Linked DNA regions of Sus scrofa: region 2 is linked to region 1. The links are chromatin contacts, called in public HiChIP or PLAC-seq maps. All regions are on one chromosome and are shown on one strand. The core of a region is the stretch at or near the end of the contact, and the rest is flanking DNA. Distances in the headings are between cores, read along the strand shown.

Region 1 (6,010 bases), core at 2,702-5,201:
GGCAAGAGGGATCCCCAAAAAACAGTCGGGGTGGGGGTGGGGCTCTTCTCCACACAGAAACCAGCTAACACTTGCAGAAGAAAAGTCCAGCGGAGAAAATCGCCACATGGTGACACTAACATGACAGATTTCAGCAAGATCACTGATGCCTGTGGAAACCAGTGAATGAAAGCTGCTAGGAGCAGTTTATTTCCGAGCTGCAGTGGTTCACCCCACAGATTACCTGTGAATGACAAAGGCAGAGGCAACCGACCTCCAGGATTCCAGGTCTCCTTAATATCACTACCAGCGGGGCCTGATGTTACACAGTCAGAGGGATTCCTGGGTTTAACCTGGATTTCATCAAGCCCCTGGACCTCACTTCGGGTCACGGGCAGCAGGGGGAGAGAGGAACAAGTTAAACAGCGGCCGCAGCACCCAAATTGGAGCATGACCTTCTAAGAAACCCAGCCCCAGAGGTCCCTTGTGGTGCATGCAGCGGGTTAAGGATCCAGCAGTGTGTCACTGCAGCAACTGCCAGGGCGTGGGTTTGATCCCTGGCCTGGGAACTTCCACATGCCATGGATACGGCCACAAAAAAAAAAAAAAGAAATAAAAAGAAACCTGGCCCAGATTCCTCAAGAGTTTGAGTTCCTGTACCATTCTGGTTTGGAAAAATAAAAATGTTATATAAGACATTTGGGGAGTTCCCTGGTAGCTCAGCCACTTAAGGATCTGGCGTGGTGGCCACTGCTGTGGCTGGAGCCAGTGCTGTGGTGAAAGTTCAATCTCTGGCCCAGGAACTTCTGCATGGCGCAGGTGTGGGGAAAAAAAAAAAAGCTATTTGGGGAAAAAAGTAAGGACATTTGGTTATGGATGAGCTTTTCAGTGATGGCTGAGAATTCCCGCTCATCTTCTTAGCTGTGACACTGGTATTATTTTAGGGGGAAGGTCTGACTGCTGAAGTGCTGGGGGCACGCAGGGTGGGGGGGGGCATCACGGCTACAACTACAGCCCATCGCCTCCGCCAAAAACGTGTATGTGAGAAAGAGAGAAAGCAAACGGGCTGAGTGTTAACCCTGAAATATTTCAAGGTGGTCATTTTGCAAAATAAAAGACTCCCCAGGGTGGGGGGGAATCTATCATTCCTTCCCTCTATAAATTCTGGGTTTCCTGTCTGGCTTAAAAGGATCCCTCTTATCCCAAGATTGGACAATATCTTTAATTTTTCTCTCTTTTTTTTTTTTTGTCTTTTTAGGGCCACACCTGTGGCATATGGAGGTTCCCAGGCTAGGGGTCTAATCGGAGCTGTTACAGCCGGCCTACGCCAGAGCCACAGTAACGCCAGATCCGAGCAACGTTGTGACCTACACCACAGGTCACGGCAACGCCAGATCCTTAACCCACTGACCGATCAAACCCGCAACCTCGTGGTTCCTAGTCGAATTCATTTCCGCTGTGCCACAATGGGAACTTCCTTTTTCTGTTTTTTTGTTTTTCATTTTGCTTTTTAGGGCCACACCTGTGGCATATGGAGGTTCCCAGGCCAGGGGTCAAATCAGAGCTGCAGCTACTGGTCTACACCACTGCCACAGCAACTCTGGATCTGAGCCGTACTTCGACCAACACCATAGCTCAGGGCAACGCCAGAGCTTTAATCCACTGTGTGGGACCAGGAATCAAACCCGCATCCTCAAGGATACTAGTCAAGTTCATTACCACTGAGCCACAGTGGGAACTCCCCTCCTGTATTTTGAAAAGCTTTATCTTTGGCACAGTGCTGCAGCATATGCAGGCTCAGCCCACAGAATCTGAGACCACATTTCCGAGGTCCAGGTCCAGCCTCTGCCACTGTGAGGGGAGCAACCTTCGGCAAATTCCTTAACAGCTCTGTGCCTCTTTTCAGTTCTGTTCTTTCTGAGAACACCAGATCTGATCCTGCCACCCTCAGCTCAGAACCCTGCAGCTCCCCAGCACCCGCAGCAAGAGCTGTCAATCATGCGACATTTGCAGCACAAACAAAGTGTTGGAGTGTGGGGTGGCACGTTTGAGCAGTTTAAAAACACACTACGCCAGCAATGTTGATAATAAAATCACGACTCCAGTAAAACAGTGTCTCGCGGGGCCTATGGAGGCAGCCAGGCACGCCGCAGCGCTCCACCCCCGCCCCGCCGTCCCTCCACGCTGGGGCGCCCAGTAGAAACCCCATCGAGGCCCTGGCACATGGCACGTTCTTTCAGATACATGATGTTTCTTGGGTGCCAACTCAGCATCACCCAGCCCGTCCTCTCCTGCTCAGAGCAGAGGAGCCCCGTGCACAGCCCACTCCCAGCTCGGCTGCCCCGGGCACTGCTAGGACCTGCGCCCTGCTTGCCAAAGACATGTTTTACCCTCGATCAAGTGCAGGGGCGCCCTGGGAAGGAAAGGCTGGGGCAATGGCCAAGGCACCCAATACCGGCTTCACAAGAGCCTCCTCCTCCTCCTCCCACTCCCAAAAGATCCCAGGCCAGGGATGGAACCCAAGCCACAGCAGTGACAATGCTGGACCTTTAACCACCAGGCTGCTGGGGAACTCCATCCACCCTGGCTTTCAGGACCAAGAGATGAGAGGGCTGGATGGCCCCTTACTCTCCAGGATGGATTTTCTCTTGCAGACAGAGAAGGATTCCCTACCGGGCCTCCCGGAGCCCCTGCCCCTCAGGGGGTCTGTGTTAAGCTGTTTGGACTTGAGTCAGGGTCTCCATGTTTCTGGCCCTGGTGCCCCCAAACTGGACCCAACTGACTGCCTCTGACCTGCATGGGGCCTTGCCCCCCACCACCGTGCCCACAGAGGCCCACGATCACCAGGCAAGGGTCACACAGTTGCGCTGGAACCTGGCCGAGCCCACATGCCCTGGGGCAGGTGGCGGGGTTTAGGGCCTGAGCCGACTGAGGGTCAGAAGCACGCGCCAGAAGGCAGACACTGTGCTCTGAGAACCTCTCAGCTCTGACCCAGCTCTGACCCCTCGAGGAGGGAGGAGGACAGAGAAACTGACGCACTGCCGCCCTCCTCCCAGTCACCCCAGGCGGGGCCCGAGCCAGGGGGCGAGGCGGAGGGAGGCAAGGGCCTGGGAGAGAGAAGCTCAGCCCCCTCCTGCTCTGCTCCAGGGGCTGCAAAGCTCACCTCAGGTGCCGGACAGCCCACAGCCCCCCTGTGCCCTCTGCTGCCCGGGGCAGCAGGACTGCCAGGCTGGGAGGGGGCTCCACCGGGCCCTGGAGGGGACAGAGCAGTGTGATACAGGCCAGGGCTCCCTGAGCGACCTCCAGGCCTGACAGGGCTCCTGAGCCGGTTACAAGGCAGGGAGGGCCCTGGTCATTGGTACCTGCCAGGCTGGCCCTGGGCTGGGGGCCCAAGGCCTGCCCGCCACTGGCTCAGCATCAAGAAGGGAAGCAGCAAGCCAGGCAGACACCACCTCGGGACAAACGCCAGCCAGGCAGAGAGCGCCCTGGCCCCACAAGAGACCAGACTAGGGAACGCTGGCGGAACACCCAACAGAGCAGGGCGTTGAACGGGAAAGGTGGCCCCGGGGGAAGCAGGACAGAGGCAGGTTTAGATCCCAGCTCTTTGCACCAGTGAAGGGCAATAACGGCTCTGGAAGGGCTGCTGTGTGGCTCAGGACCCACTGCGAGTGGCACAGCCCAAGGGTCACAGCCAGCAGGGGACAGGGGGCCCAGGAAGGGATGGGAGGGTTCAGGACGGCGTGTCCCCCCAGAGGGACAGGCTGGGAGAGAATGGGAGCGCTGCAGGACGACAGCCCCTCTCTCCTCCGGGTTGGCTAGAGGGGCTCAGGACATCCCAGCCCAGATGTCACCAACGGCCTGCCAGCCCAGGCCATCGGAGCTTCCCCACTGGCTCTCTGGACAAAGGTTAACAAGCAGGGGCTGGAGGAGATCTGGGGTTTATTGCTGCAACAACAGGACGCTCCTTCCTGGGCGGCTCCACCGCAGTCTCCTCTCTAAGTGGGGGTGAGGGGAGGGGACGGTCTCCCTAATTCAAGGCTGGTTGTGGGCTGAGGGGTGGAGCTGCGAAGAAGCCAGCAACCCGGGCTGCTGGCTGAGAGGGGCCTTACTCTGTGCCACATGTTTGCCAAGAGTACGTGTATGTTTATAGCCTTTCCGCATTACTCAGCACAAAGACAAAACACAAACCAAAAAAAAAAAAAAAAACATGCTTACAAAAACAGCTCCTACCTAAAACGCCAGGATGGGGTGAGGGGAACAGCCTGACATCTGCTGGTGACACATCCCGGCACCACGGCGGTGGGTTGCAGCCGAGGGGCACAGGGCTGGCAGATCACCTAGCCCGCCTCTCCTCTGTGACCTGACAGGAGGCCACCGTGAGGCAAAAGGGCCTGGGGGCCCCACCAGCCCTGCTGCCGAGCAGTGACCTTGAATCTTGGGTCAGTTGCTTCCATCCTTGGCCCGCAGGGCAAGGGCTGGGCGGGGCTGCCTGGTCCACATCCCTGGTGCGCTATTCCCTAAAGGGGTGCAGCTTGCGGTCCAGCACTGGACCCCCCAACTCAGCTGGGGGGATCCGCGGCAGATGGAAGGGCCTCTCCCTGCCACCTCCCCTCCGCTCACCTAGTTCCTCCGGCTGTGACTGTGACAGTCATGGGAGGGGGCAGGCGGGGACACAAGGAGAGCAGAGCAGCAGCCACACGGGATGAACCCGCCAAACCAAGTGACGAGAGCCACACTGGGGCGCGGGGCCAGCCCGGTCACCATCAAGATGCTGACAAGGGAGGCCTGGACGTGACGCCCCCAGACAGTAGCCCCCTCCTCCATCTCCTTGCCGGAGAGCGAGGCCCCGGCTGGCTCCCCACCTTTCACCTCGAGCACAACTGTGCGAATTGCGAGGGTCCCCCCACGCCGAGCCCAAGAACCCTCAGCAAGAACACATCACATGGCCAAGCCCTCTCAACAGGGTACTTCTAGGTTTCAAGAAAATCCATGGTGACAAAAAGCTGCAAAGAATGGAGTATCACTTTTTTTTTTGTCTTTTTAGGGCCGCACCTGCAGCACATGGAGGTTCCCACGCTAGGGGTCGAACTGGAGCTACAGCTGCCAGGCTACACTACAGCCACATCAACTCGGGATCCAAGCCACGTCTGTGACCTATCCCACAGCTCACAGCAACGCTGGATCCCCAACCCACTGAGCGAGGCCAGGGATCAAATCCTGGATACCAGTGGGGTTCTTAACTCACTGAGCCATGAGAGGAACTCCATACGGTATCTCATTTTAAATTCCTTTTTTTTTTTTTTTTTTTTTTGTCTTTTGTCCTTTTAGGGCCGCACTCGTGGCATATCGAGGTTCCCAGGCTAGGGGTCTAATTGGAGCTGTAGCCACTGGGCTACACCACAGCCACGGCAACGCAGGATCCAAGCCATATCTGCGAACTATACCACAGCTTATGGCAACGCCGGATCCCTAACCCACTGAGCGAAGCCAGGGATGGAACCCGCCACTTCATGGTTCCTAGTCGGATTCATTTCTGCTGTGCCACAACAGGAACTCCTTAAATTCTTTATATTAATTACACGTGTAAATAATATATTGGACATATTGGATTAAATAGAACACATTATTAAAATTAATTTCACTTTTTTTACTTTCTTCATATGGCTCCTTGAAAATTTAAATGTACACGTGACTCACATATGTAGTTGGTGCTGAATTAGAGGAAATATTTTCATCGACAAGCAAACAATCAACTGGAAGTGATGGTGCGTGCCTGTGTGACACAGTGCTCGTGAGCAGCTGTGGTCCAGGGTCCGCGCCCATCGGCTGGAACTTCTGGCAAACCCAGACCTGGCACCCCTGCTGGCAGTGGGGGGTGCCTGCCAGGCTAGACCAACTCACCCCAAACTCTGCTCCTCTGGTTCTCCCGCTTGGCTTTGGGAGCATGGCTGGAGGACGTGCGGCTGGAGGAGCAGGTCTAAAAGCTTTGCAAGAGTTAACATACTTTACGCTCCTTCACTTGAGCAACAAG
Region 2 (5,906 bases), core at 514-3,013, 39 kb after region 1:
CCTGCGTGCGCGCCCCCCGGCGCACCGTGCGCGGCCCCGGCGCAGCGGGCTAGGAGGCGGGGAGCGGGGGCCAAGACCCGGGGGCGGAGGCGCGCTTCCAGGCACGGCCCCGCTCTAGAAGCCCAGAGCGTGGGAGGCCGCCCCCTCTGCTGCTCTGCTCGGCCCTGCGAGTCTGCAGCGGCGGCCTTCCCCGCACGGGGCTCGGGCGCCCGGAGGACGCCGTCTCTTGGGCCGATGAGGCACCTCTGGGCGGAAAAGAGGGGATCTCGGGCAGGAAAATTGAGGCACAAAGATGATCAGGAAATTTGGGGCCGAGGAAGTTGAAATATAAATGCATCGGGGGTCAGGATTCTCTCGCGCCCGCAGTTGGCCCCCGCCTCCCACTCCGAGTATCCCCAGTGTCTCCAAGAAAGACCCTGTCTTCGCCAAGAGGACGGGGAGCGGGACCAGAGGGGTGATGACGGCTGGAGCCCGGGTGCCCGTTACCCTTGGCTGACGCAGGCTTTCCAAACCCGAGGAACTTCTGCCTGGGAGAGATTCCCTGGAGGGACCTCCCTCCTCAAACCCTATTCATAGTCATCACCTGTCATTTAAAGATCTGTGTGTACTTCTGGTTTTCTCAAATAAATTATAAATTTTTCCAGATAAGCAATATATGTTTGGCTTCTCTTCTTTAGTCAACTACCGGGTAAAGTACAGCATTGTGTATGCAGAAAAACGTTAAGACATAAACGGGTTAATTAACAAATGTTTAGCACCAACTTTAGGAGTGCTGTTTGGGGCAGTTTTCGTCCAGTTCACAGACCTCAAGAATGCAATCATGAGACAATTAGAGAGAAGCCGCAAGAAAATCTATAATCAACTCCTTAAGGGATGAGGTCAAGGCTGCTTCAAGTGTAGCATCTGTCTGTGATTCTGTCTGTTGAGGGCAGTAACCAACCTGCCAGCCCTCGGCCACACCCTGGCCGACTCCTGCGGACCCCAGCTCTGCAGACTGGTGGGGGGTGGGGGGTGGAACTCCCAGTGCTCCAGCCAGCTTGCCTCCGGATATCAGCGAATGTAGAGAAAAACTGGAGTTGGGCGGGCTCTGCAACAACAAACGGGGCCCAGAGGAGAGAGAAGTCTCTGACGTAAGATAAACCCAGTCTCCAATGGGTCACACCTGCTTCTCTTTCCAGCCCTGCGGTCAGCTGGTCCCTGTGAAGTCATCAGCAGCAAGACTTGGCTCAGAGCCACTCCCCAATCACACCTGAGGTCACCGGATGGCCTTAGGGATAAGTGGAAACTCGTGCTGAGATTGTCAGGGGATCGTTGGGACCTCGACATCATCAACCGGGTCAGAGCAGGGCCACCTGGTCTCCAGAAGCAGGCCGCCAACGTTAGAAAGCGCCCCACCCTACACCCCCGCTGCATTCTGGAACGTGTAGTCCTGGAGAAATCCTTTTCGAAAGAAGGTTGTAATCACTGAAAGAAATAACACGAGCGGGGCACACTGGGAGCCGCGTGCGACGGCGGGGAGCCGGGAAAGCGGACACGCGATGCTTTCTGGGTCTTGAAGTCCAAGGTTCGCCTCCGCGGTCGAACAGGAGTCCCGGGAGGCGAGTGCTGCATAGAGCCTGAACGCAGCCTGCTGGGGGTTGTAGTCTTCTTGTTGTTTTAGACCCCGGACGTTACTGGGAAACCTGCTTCCTAGGACTACAAGCCCCAGAAACCCATGCACAGGCAGGAGGGCGGGGCAGGGCCGGAGGCTGGGGTGCCGCCTCCTCTGCACCGCCGGCCCGGAGTCTTAGAACCAGGGCCCGCAAGGGTCCCCGCGCGGCTGCCGCGATGCAGAAATACGAGAAACTGGAGAAGATTGGGGAAGGTAATGGGGCCACGAGCTGTTCCTGCAAGATCTTCTTCTGCAGACCCTTCACCATTCCTTGCAGCCCTGGCTCTCCTACCGTCAGCCATACCCACAGACTCCGACCTCAGCTGCAGCCCTGGTCCCTAGCTCAACACTCCGTGCAGACACCAATCCTCCCCATTAGCAAATCCCATAGATGACCCCCTCCCGAGCTTAGCACTCCCTGGAGACCGCCCTCCCAACCTCTGCCCCTCCTGCATTTCCTACCCTCTCCTCGGCACCACTTGCAGAACCTCACCAGCCTCAGTTCTTGCTGTAAACCTCCAACCTCAATGTTCCTGCCGGCCCTCATCTCTCTCCCAAACCTTTGCTCACTATTTCCAGACCTTCCAGAAGCTCGGCCTTTACTGGGGACCTCACTCTGGCAAGCCATTCCCCTCCCCTTCGCAGACACCCTTGAATCATCTGCAGACACCTCTCTGCCACATCCCCACTCACAAAGCTCATCCATGCCCAGCCCTCACCCTGAATCTCTCCCCCTTACTCCTCCTGGCAGCAGAAATAACACACTCCCACGCTGCCCGCTCTCCCGGAGGGACTTCCTTGGTTGGGGAAGGGCGCCGCATCCTTTCCCTCACCACGGACCTCCTGCCTCTAGGCACCTATGGAACAGTGTTCAAGGCCAAAAACCGGGAGACTCATGAGATTGTGGCTCTGAAACGGGTGAGGCTGGATGACGATGATGAGGTAGGACTGGGGCATTGGGGCCAGGGAGGGGTTGAGGGCCTCGGCTGGGTGTCACATGATTGTTGCTCATCTGGTCCCCTCCAATGTGTAGGGAGTGCCAAGTTCTGCCCTTCGGGAAATCTGCCTCCTCAAAGAGCTGAAGCACAAGAACATTGTCAGGTGCGTCAATGGGCGGGGTCTGCCTTGCCTGCGGGCTTGGTTGGAGGAGGTGGGGGGCTTCAGAGATGGGCTGGCTGATATGGGGATATTAAGTGCAAATTGGTGGCCCCGCCTGGCTGAGCCTTCCCCTCTTCCTAGGCTCCATGATGTCCTGCATAGCGACAAGAAGCTGACGTTGGTTTTCGAGTTCTGTGACCAGGTGAAAGGGGGGCTTGAGGGACAGCACCCCTGGGACGGCAGAGGGACCCAGACTGAGGTTTGTTAAACTCTGGTTCCCCCACCCCCATCCCTTTTTAGGATCTTAAGAAGTATTTCGACAGCTGCAATGGTGACCTAGATCCTGAAATTGTGAAGGTGAGGGAACGGGCGTCCTGGGAATCCTCTGAGGCTGGGGTTGGAGTCCATATTCAGTGAACATGCTCTCTGAGCGCTGAGTTCGGGCCCTGCACAGGTGCACAGCCAAGGGGCACACCGACGCTCCCTGGAGGAGGGAAGGAGAAAATGCCGTTTCTGCCTCCAGGGCCTCCGTGTCTTAAGCAAGTGTTTTCACGTGGTCTCTTTGGCCTGACAGTGACATTCTGATGTCAGTGATGGGATTTACATTTGAGGGATGGGGAAATGAGCTTCCGAGAGATTCTTTCAAGCAGCAAACACTTCTCGGATGCTTTGCCGTGTGTCAGGCACTGTTCTAGGTCCAAGACCAGGTGCCTTGTCCCAGGTTCCGGGGAAAGAAGTGCTGAATAATAACATACAGCAATACACACGCTGAAGCTTCTGCCCGTCCGAGTTCAGTGAGGCCAGGCGGAGGAGGGATTAACGCGGGCTAGAACGGGGGAAAGGCCCGCTGAGGAGTTCCCGTCGTGGCACAGTGGAAACGAATAAACAACTCCGACTAGGAACCATGAGGTTGCGGGTTCGATCCCTGGCCTCGCTGAGTGGGTTAAGGATCCGGCATTGCCGTGAGCTGTGGTGTAGGTTGTAGACGCGGCTCGTATCCCGCGTTGCTGTGGTGTAGGCCGGTGGCTACAGCTCCAATTAAACCCCTAGCCTGGGAGTCTCCATATGCCGCAGGTGTGGCCCTAAAAAGACAAAAAAAAAAAGTTCCAGAAAGATGGGGACCAGGGCCCCCGTCCACTGTTTTCGTGCCCAGCACAGAGCAGAGCAGCTCCCTGAGAGTAAAGGGTGATGTCGCGCTGATCTTGGGGCTCTAAGACCAGGGGGCTTCAAGGCAGCGCGGAGGGCGAAGAGGGGTGCGGTACGTGTGGTGATGCGGGGCTGGGCGGGCTTCCTACCCAGAGGGTCCGGTGACCTCCCCGCCTGTCCCCCGCCCCCAGTCATTCCTTTTCCAGCTGCTAAAAGGCCTGGGATTCTGTCACAGCCGAAATGTGCTACACAGGGACCTGAAGCCTCAGAACCTGCTCATAAACAGGGTACCTCTGGGGAGAGGGTAGGACCTCGGAGGGCGGAGCCACAGGCTGGCTCGGGACGAGGGGAGCTGGGCGGGAAGGTGGGAGTGCAGGACCTGCCACCAGGCCACTGAAGAGCCCTCTCCCTGGCCCTTGCGTCTGCCTCAGAACGGGGAGCTGAAGTTGGCAGATTTTGGTTTGGCTCGAGCCTTTGGCATCCCTGTTCGCTGTTACTCGGCTGAGGTGAGCTCCAGGGGAAGCGGGCTGGGACACGGGCTGACGGAGTCCCCACCCAGCATCCCTCAGCCCCCAGGCCCGGACTCCTCCCCGGCCCTCTAATCGGGGGTCCCCGCGGGTGGGGTCTTCTCCAGGTGGTCACGCTGTGGTACCGCCCGCCGGATGTCCTCTTTGGGGCCAAGCTCTACTCCACATCCATCGACATGTGGTCGGCCGGCTGCATCTTCGCAGGTGACGTGCTGGGGTCTGCAGAGGCACTCTCTCCCGTTTGAGGGGACAGACAGGGTCCGAGGAGCCCCCCGGGGGGGGCTGGAAGGTCCAGAGGGTGCCATGGGAGCGAGGCTTCTTCTCATGTCGGCTCCTCTCCCCCCAGAGCTGGCCAATGCCGGCCGGCCTCTCTTTCCCGGCAACGACGTTGACGACCAGCTCAAAAGGATCTTCCGATATCCTCGCATCTGCCATCCCTCCAGCCCTCCGGGTGGGGCGCATGGGAAGCCGCAGGCCCCAGAATGCAGGCACTGAGGGTGGCTGTGGGCTGGGCCAGGACCAGGGGGTGCTCAGGGCTTCTCCTGAGGGCCAAGGGTGGTGGACACGCTGGTGGTCACAGGGCAGGGGGCGCACTGCCCCGCTGGCAAGTACGGCTCCCTCCAGAAGAGAGCTGCAGGCTTGGGATGAAGGAGCTGCAAGGCGCAGGATGAGAGCAGGGGAGGCCTGCTGCTTCTTTAGGGACCCCGGACATCAGGGCATAGGTCAGGGTCGTTAACGACTGTGAAGCACTTGGCCAGAGAAAACAGCATGCAGGTGGGGCTGCCCGCGTATGTGAGTCGCACGTGCGGGGCTCGCTCCTGTCGTGGGCTGGGGGATAGGGTCAGGAGGGCGGGGGTGGGTGTGGGGAAGAGCCCCTCACCTGCCCGTCCACCGGAGTGATCCTTGACCCCGTGGACACACTGCTGGGGACACCGACCGAGGAGCAGTGGCCCGCCATGACCAAGCTGCCAGACTATAAGGTGCGATGGGGGATGGGGGTGGTGCATGGCCCATCAGGGGCCCCCCTTGGTTCCCCATGGCCTCCACACCCCCACACCCCTGCTCTGACTCTCCCCGACCCCACAGCCCTACCCGATGTACCCAGCCACAACGTCCCTGGTGAACGTCGTGCCCAAGCTCAATGCCACAGGGAGGGACCTGCTGCAGGTGACCAAGGGCAGGGGGAGGGTGGGGCCGGGACACTGTCGGGAGGGACAGGGCAGCCCGGGGCTCAGAGCCTGAACCCGCCTCACCTTCTGTGCCTCCAGAACCTCCTGAAGTGTAACCCGGTCCAGCGCATCTCCGCAGAAGAGGCCTTGCAGCACCCCTACTTCTCTGACTTCTGCCCCCCCTAGGCTGCCAGGCTGGGGCCTGGCCTATTTAAGCCCCTCCAGGGAGGGGAGGACGGGCGGGGACTCACGGTGAGCCGAGCTCCAGCTGTGCTGGGCCTGGCCAGGGTGGAGGTGCCCTCACCTGTGTTCTTC

What was found. HiChIP or PLAC-seq counts read pairs in DNA pulled down with a chosen protein or histone mark.
Region 2: a contact with region 1 is called in an H3K27ac HiChIP or PLAC-seq map of alveolar macrophages. The contact joins the promoter of CDK5 here to the enhancer-like site in region 1. A contact is called at or near these places in 2 of 5 promoter capture datasets (fetal liver and liver), 6 of 47 Hi-C or Micro-C datasets (embryonic fibroblasts, epiblast stem cells, heart right ventricle and 2 more) and 1 of 2 datasets of contacts at active chromatin or transcription factors (alveolar macrophages).

The regions. Positions count from the first base shown.
Region 1 is chr18:6,123,555-6,129,564 of Sscrofa11.1, forward strand. The region is part of intron 3 of AGAP3 (arf-GAP with GTPase, ANK repeat and PH domain-containing protein 3); the gene reads right to left. Among named protein-coding and RNA genes, the nearest start is that of TMUB1, 16 kb to the right of the region's middle. Within about 2 kb of position 3,952, at least 22 of the 83 cell types and tissues checked have an H3K27ac peak or open chromatin away from gene starts, as enhancers often do. A contact at or near this core is called in alveolar macrophages and fetal liver, where this site is marked.
Region 2 is chr18:6,165,202-6,171,107 of Sscrofa11.1, forward strand. CDK5 (cyclin dependent kinase 5) reads left to right here and starts at 1,764. Exons shown (of 12, transcript NM_001044621.3): 1 at 1,764-1,864; 2 at 2,505-2,593; 3 at 2,685-2,752; 4 at 2,891-2,951; 5 at 3,050-3,106; 6 at 4,087-4,182; 7 at 4,327-4,401; 8 at 4,530-4,626; 9 at 4,769-4,838; 10 at 5,342-5,402; 11 at 5,509-5,589; 12 at 5,691-5,906. The coding sequence starts at 1,828. The coding sequence ends at 5,777. It overlaps SLC4A2 (anion exchange protein 2), which reads right to left and starts at 1,421. Exons shown (of 23, transcript XM_021078861.1): 1 at 941-1,421.